2 separate regions of the Mus musculus genome follow, and region 1 is linked to region 2. Evidence: chromatin contacts called from public Hi-C data. All regions are on one chromosome and are shown on one strand. The core of a region is the stretch at or near the end of the contact, and the rest is flanking DNA. Distances in the headings are between cores, read along the strand shown. Region 1 overlaps Bcar3 (breast cancer anti-estrogen resistance 3). Region 2 has its middle 9.2 kb from the start of Gm40139.

Region 1 (3,453 bases), core at 647-3,146, 190 kb before region 2:
ACAACTAAGTTGGGCTCAACCTCCTAACAAAAGGAGGTTACTTGGTTCTGGATCAAGTCCTGTAGCTTCGTTCCAGGAGCTGAAACCATCCACAATCCTATAGGACGGAGGCAGGGGCAGGCAGGACCCATACCATCTACCCCATGGTTTTCCTAACTTTAAACAGAGTTAGTAACTCCTAGAGCAAGGTCACCCTCTAGCCCAAATCCATATGCAACTTAGCATCCAAGTCCCATCGTCAACATAGAGTCTGAGATGAGATGCAGAGAGCTGATGTCTGAGTGTCTGGAGAAGGTAGGTGAGACCCACAGTTGTCCACCTAAACTGGAGACTGGCTATAAAATTCATAAATCATTATAAAATGATGCCTTTTGGGGAATCTGAGTCTAGTTACATCTTTCTCATCATTAGCATTTTGTTGTTGCTGTTTGAGATGAGATTAATGCTGCCCAGGCTGATGTGGAATCGTGTAGCTAAGGGTGGATTTGTATACCTAGACTTCCTGCCTCTGCCTCCCAAGTGCTGGGGTTACAGGCATATGCCACCACATGTGGCTCTGTCACTATGTCTCGATATTAAGAGCTGTTACAACAGTGCTTCACAGCTTGGGCCAGTTGACCACCTCCATCCAGAGGCCCACAGTAATTCTGAACAGCTGTGCGGTCTTGGGCAAGTGACGTTAATTCTTTGTGGAACCTTGGGTTCCTTGTCTGCTAAGTGGGGATAATATGGCACATGATGTTAATAAGGACCAAATGAGTGGGTATCTGTAAGGACTTGGAACTCACTCTGGCAGGGGAATCAGCGCTAATGTTAGCTGTCATTATAATTACATCCAGACGCTATTAATCTAGGCCTGTAAAATAAGAGCAGACTCAGTACCGAGGGTCTGGTGCAGGAGGCACAGAGAGGCTGGGGTTTGGGAAGAAAGCAGATAGGGAAAGGAACCTCTCTCTCCTAGGCTTCTTCAGTCCTCTTGAGAGAACTCAATGACAGTTTGCCATAGTTCAGTTCCTCAGCCAGAACTGATACCAGCCGTCTGGGCAGGGCTCTGAAAACCACCATCCCTCTAACTATGGAAAGAGTGTTTCTGTAACTTGACTTACAAGTCTGGTCTGAACAAGCTGTAGTAGCCAGAGCCCAGGAAATGTTGGAAAAGGGATTTTGGAGGCTCAGAGCCAGCTCCTAGAATGTGCTGAGAACCTCCATTACTGTGGAAACCCATATTTCAACAGCTCTCCAAGGAAGAAAAAAAAGCTAATCTAACCCGGGAGGAGTGGGACCCTGGGTTTCCTGTGTGAGCACCTGAGCCTACAGTTCACATCAAGTACAAGAATGGGCCTGGACATGCAGACAGTGGGAATTCCTAAGCCAGCAGTGGAGGGACAGTAGGGGGCATCTATCAGAGTCCCCCAGAGGATGCACCAGACTCTCATTTGCATGAAGGAGACAGGAGACTCAGAGAAAGATGGCATCTGCATTACCATTAATATTTGCTTTAAGTCTACCCCAGGCTGCAAGGAGAGCTTCCCACTCCTGTAGGGTGTGACACTGTAAAGATCATTAAGAGCTAACATTCATGCCAAAGGGCCACCTCAGGACCTAAGGAAACATGGGACAGCAAGCAGGGATGGAGGCTCCAGCGGGGCACATTCTCTGGGAAGACCACACACACACACACACACACACACACACAGTTCAACGCCACCAAGCTCTGGGGATAGACACACTGCCTAGCCATCCGACCCCGCCTTTTCCCGCTCTGCAGCCTGGGTGAGTTAGTTTGCCTCTTTGTCTTTGAGTTTTCTCCTCTGTCAAAATGAGAAACACTGTGGCCCAGGGCTGTTCTCAAGACAGTTTCACTGGGGTTTGGGCGGGGTGAGGGAAGGGCTGGAGCAGCAGAACTGAATCATGAAGAGTGAGGCATCATAGCTAGGGGAAATAATGAGTCGCTGGGAACAGTGGCCTGGAGGTTTGGTTCGGGAGACACAGGACAGAAACCTGCAAAGGTGTAAGTGTGGGTGTGATATACACCTGTGTCTCCAGCACCTCACCCCTACCTCCAGTCCCCTCCCACCCTTGCTTCCCAAGGACAGTTCCATCTTCACTACAGGCGTGTGGTAGGGAGCATCTTCCTGGCCACCACTGGCCTGGGAGAGGGCCCCTCACCCATCCTGGAAGAAGATACTCTAACCCATTCTGGTAAAAATACCATGAGACTTGTAGCCTGGTGGTTACTTCACCCCGCCATGTTTTTTCTCTTATTTGTTGGTAGGGTGGCGGTGTTTTTCCAAAAGGACCAATGTGGCTGAGACGATGAAACCAGCACTCAAAAGGAAGAGGAACAAGGGATGGCTGAGGCCTCTGTAACACGCAAGTCCCTAAGCACAAATCCCGTGACTTAGCTGATATGAGCTGGGTCTCATGGCTGTTCTAATTGAGGAAGCCAAGAATCAGACACAAGGGACCTGGCACAGGAAGCTGAGGGTCAGATCTTCCTTCCGAGGATAATGTCACTGAAAATGACACGCAAAGCTGCTTTTGAGGGATGAGTGTACTGCAGTGGGCAGAACTCCAGGTGGGGTGGAGCAGTGCTCCGAGCCACAAGGCCAGTGCATCATTTGAAATGTGCTGAAGGTTCAAGACTCCATTTCCACTCCTTACAGGGAGTGGCTGACTCAGAAAGAACCACTCCTTCCTGACCCCTGGCATCTCCTCTGACCTCATTTCCCAAATGACCCTCAGAACTACCTTTTGTTGATGGAAAACAATTCCCAATGCTGTCTCCTACCACGCCCCCCACGTGTTCCCCATTTGAACTCAACTCTCCTTCTAAGACCTCTGCAGTAGCCACTTTCTATGACTTTCTACCTCCTGGCTTCAACTCTACAAACGGCCACCCACAATGCCACAGGACTCTATATCACTCTTCTGCCAAGAGATTTTAGTCACAGTTGCACCCAGCTAAGGCGAGATCCAGAAAGTCTTTCTGCTTATGCCCTAATTAATGGGCTTCTAACACAAAGAATTCTCTGGCTCCTGCCCATGAGGACCAGGGGCCCACACCCCACCCTGCCCCAACCCATTCTTCTAACAGCTCCACCAACTGAAGCCATACACTGATCCTGCTAACCTGCTAGGATCGGTTCTGACCTTGTCGGGAGACCCAGACCACAAAAGGACCATGAATACCGAGGATAGAGGACTTAAGGACGGGGAAGAAGGTTATGAGTGACAGTTGGGGTCTCAGAGCCCACAAGTTTGCATAAAATCCTCAGGCTCTCATTAGTCTATGAGTTGTCAAGGCCTGGGAAACACTAGACTTGTCCCCAAGGGCTCACGGCCACCTACAGAGAAAGCCAAGCTTTTTCCCCCCACAAAGACCCAAACTAACTTGCTATTAAGTCCTTATGCATGGCCCCTGTTCTATGGCTCTGAATATGTTGTCCTGTG
Region 2 (3,276 bases), core at 597-3,096:
CCTTTAGTCTCACTCTGTCCCAGCAATAGCAGCCTCCCTGCCTCACCCCCTGCCTTTCTTCTCATTATTTCCCTAGAGAACTCAGAGGAGGAGCTTGGACCAGCTGGGCTTCGCTTGTGCATTCCGCTCCTCTCTCAAGGAACTTCCTCTATCCCATGCCCTCCTGATCTCAGTTTGAGTTCATTCATCCATGATGTTGTCCGGTCCAAAGAACCACTGTGCACCCCAAAGTAGCCCCAGTTTCCCTTGGATCTCTTAGAATACTTTTTAAAAAAAGATTTATTGATTTTATGTATAAGAGTACACTGTAGCTGTCTTCGGACACACCAGAAGAGGGCATCAGATCCCACTACAGATGGTTGTGAGCCACCATGTGGTTGCTGGGAATTGAACTCAGGACCTCTGGAAGAGCAGTCAGTGCTCTTAACTGCTGAGCCAGCCCTCCAGCCCTCCGGCCCTCCAACCCCTCTTAAAATACTTTTTCATGTGCAGTTTTAGCCATGGTGGAAAGACCTACAGATGGCCAGGATGGTCGTGTCCTATGCCATTGCAACTGTGTGTGGTCCAATCGGGTGGCTTGTTAGAGATGTAAGTACTTGACTTGCATATCCCAAGCCTGTGTGAACCAGAATCCTGTAGGTGGGAGAGGTCACCCTTAGGCTCTGCCTCCTCTCCAGTATACCTTGGGCTCTCCCTATCCTGGGTCCTCTCTAGTAGCTTCTCCTCACGGCATCATTTTCCTGTTAATATTTGACTATGTACATCACCCATGCTCAGATCCTAGGAGCCGGATGTTCTGGAAGGACTAACCCAGAAAGCAGTAAGTAGCGGCTTTACCCACGCTAAGGAATGCTTCTGTTCTCTGCTGCACAGACCTTGGAGCGCTCCCTCTGTCCCATTCCCTTGCTCCAGATTGCTTTTTTTGGGCAAGGTCCCTGCTCTCCTGCCAAGTACAGGCGTGTGTTGCATTCACAAACATGTGCAGTGAAGGTCGCCTGCTTGTCTGGTGGTTCAGATAAGCTTTGCACACAGGTGCCCTGGCCAGCCCAGGGCAAAGGTCAGTGCTCTGCAGAGGGCCAAAGCCACACTTTCCTAAGAGGCCCCTCTGTACTCCCTAACCCACTGAGGGAACTTTAGACCTCAAATCAGGTAGGAAGGCTCTTCCGGAATAAGATGTGCATGTGTGTGTCTTTTATTTGGATATAAGTTTGAAGTTACGGAAAAGTCGTAAGTACAGCATGTGGAATTCCCATCCACTCTACCTAGGTTCACATTTTACCTACATCTGTTTCTATTATGACTTTTATTCTTGGGTGGGGGTGGGAAGGTATCATTCAAAAACAGGTTAAGGACATTATGCCCATTTCCCCCTAAATTATTTTGAGAGAAACATGTCAAAACACAGCACAGTTAACAACTTTGAAAAGCATAATATTGACACAATTTATCTAACCCACAGTCCAAATTAAGATGCTATCAACCACCTTAATATTTCTTATGTCTATGGCTTTTTCCCACCCAAGGACCCATTCAAATCATTCATTCGTTTGTTCACTCGTTCGTTCATTCATTATATCTAGTTGTTCCATCTCTTTAATCTTCATAAACATGGAACTGCTATTTTTTAATTCTTTGACCCTTGCTATTTTTGAAGGCTATCAGATGGTTGCTTAGTAGACTGATCTTTTACCTGGTATTTCAGGATTCAGTTTAGGTAAGCATTCTCTGAGAGGAAAAAAATCACCAAGGTAGCATTTTATCTGGTGAGAAAGCTCCTGCCTGCCCTCTGAACCAATACTAGCAGAGTTACCATTGCTCTCTACAAAGACTGCAAACAACCACTTTGTGGAGGGTGCCCTCTGCTGGCCATTTCTAGCACTGCAGCTGTAAACTTCCAACAACAACCCTGGACACAGGGTTGCGTGACCCTGGGAATTATTCCTCCTTATTAACTTTGATTCCCTCACTGATAGAATGGGGGACATCGGTGTCTTCTCTGCTTCTCTTACAAATTGCAAGGTGGTTGAGTGTGAAAGAGATTTACAAAGATGGTCAGGTGTCTCATATTCAAGCTTACGTTCTTGCTGGCTCCTATGACTTTTCTATAGGCTCAGATTAATGGTCCCTAGAGTGCCAAACCTGCTCTTCGTGATTCCCACTCACTACCTGAAAACCCTCCAATGGTGTTGGGCTCTATGGACATCATGATAAGCGCCATATCCCTGCTGAAGAATCCATGGACACAGGTCAAGGACATAGTGAACTGGCTTTCAGTGTGTCTGTCCGAGCAGGACCACTGCTGGCCTGTGTACCAGCCACTATAGCCTGTGTTCACTGGGGTCACAGCCCTTGCTCTTCCCAGGTGGTAAGAGCAAAGGCACAAACCCTCTGACACCCACCAAACATATCCTCTCAATAGGAATTGTCCCCAGCGTTTTCAATGGCACTGTAGGAATCTGTTTACAAGATGAGTAAAAATTCTCTTTATCCCGACTTTAGGTTTTTTGTCCATATTTTCTTCGCCCCCTTCTCAGAAGCCTAGGTCTCTGTCCACACAAGTTCTCCTTGGTGCCTTTCTTCCCTACTTTATTTTTTATTTTATTTTATTTGGGTTTCGAGACAGGGTTTCTCTGTGTAGCCCTGGCTGTCCTGGAACTCACTTTATAGACCAGGCTGGCTTCGAACTTAGAAATCCGCCTGCCTCTGCCTCCCGAGTGCTGGGATTAAAGGCGTGCGCCACCACGACCGGCTTTTTTCTTCCATACTTTTTTTTTGTTGTTGTTGTTTTTTGTTTTTTGTTTTTCGAGACAGGGTTTCTCTGTATAGCTCTGGCTGTCCTGGAACTCACTTTGTAGACCAGGCTGGCCTCGAACTCAGAGATCCACCTGCCTCTGCCTCTGCCTCCCGAGTGCTGGGATTAAAGGCGTGCGCCACCACACCCGGCATACTTTTAATAACTATTTATGGAACACTCGCTATGCTCCAGGCACTGCGTTGGGCTATATATGTGCTTACCCCCTTATCCCCTCCCCCCGCCCCGTGCCTCCTGAGGGGAAGGCGGGGATGGGGGTGGGGTGGGGGTGGTCCTGCTGTGCTTCTCAGGCATTCTTACCTCCTCCCAGGAGGCCCAGAGCCGCCTCCTCCTCCTCCTCCTCCTCCTCCTCCTCCTCCTCCTCCTCCTCCTCCTCCTCCTCCTCCTCGCTGTTTATTTCCTGCTCTCTTAGGACACGAGAGAGATTTATCCAGGGAGCTCCGAGAAGTAGAAATCAGTAGATT

The links. A called contact is a pair of places that touch in the nucleus more often than the background predicts.
Region 1: a Hi-C map of bone marrow-derived macrophages shows a contact between it and region 2, with 29 read pairs. The contact joins two enhancer-like sites. A contact is called at or near these places in 1 of 15 datasets of contacts at CTCF or cohesin (the NIH/3T3 cell line), 8 of 484 Hi-C or Micro-C datasets (the C2C12 cell line, the HL-1 cell line, bone marrow-derived macrophages and 3 more), 13 of 115 datasets of contacts at active chromatin or transcription factors (the NIH/3T3 cell line, embryonic basal ganglia, embryonic fibroblasts and 7 more) and 4 of 9 other capture datasets (adipose tissue, liver, macrophages and 1 more).

What each region holds. Positions count from the first base shown.
Region 1 is chr3:122,497,129-122,500,581 of GRCm38.p6, reverse strand. All of the region lies in intron 3 of Bcar3 (breast cancer anti-estrogen resistance 3), which reads right to left. Among named protein-coding and RNA genes, the nearest start is that of Gm34349, 19 kb to the right of the region's middle. Within about 2 kb of position 1,896, at least 48 of the 459 cell types and tissues checked have an H3K27ac peak or open chromatin away from gene starts, as enhancers often do. A contact at or near this core is called in bone marrow-derived macrophages and pancreatic cancer cells, where this site is marked.
Region 2 is chr3:122,310,846-122,314,121 of GRCm38.p6, reverse strand. No RefSeq gene overlaps it. Among named protein-coding and RNA genes, the nearest start is that of Gm40139, 9.2 kb to the left of the region's middle. Within about 2 kb of position 1,846, at least 25 of the 459 cell types and tissues checked have an H3K27ac peak or open chromatin away from gene starts, as enhancers often do. A contact at or near this core is called in bone marrow-derived macrophages and pancreatic cancer cells, where this site is marked.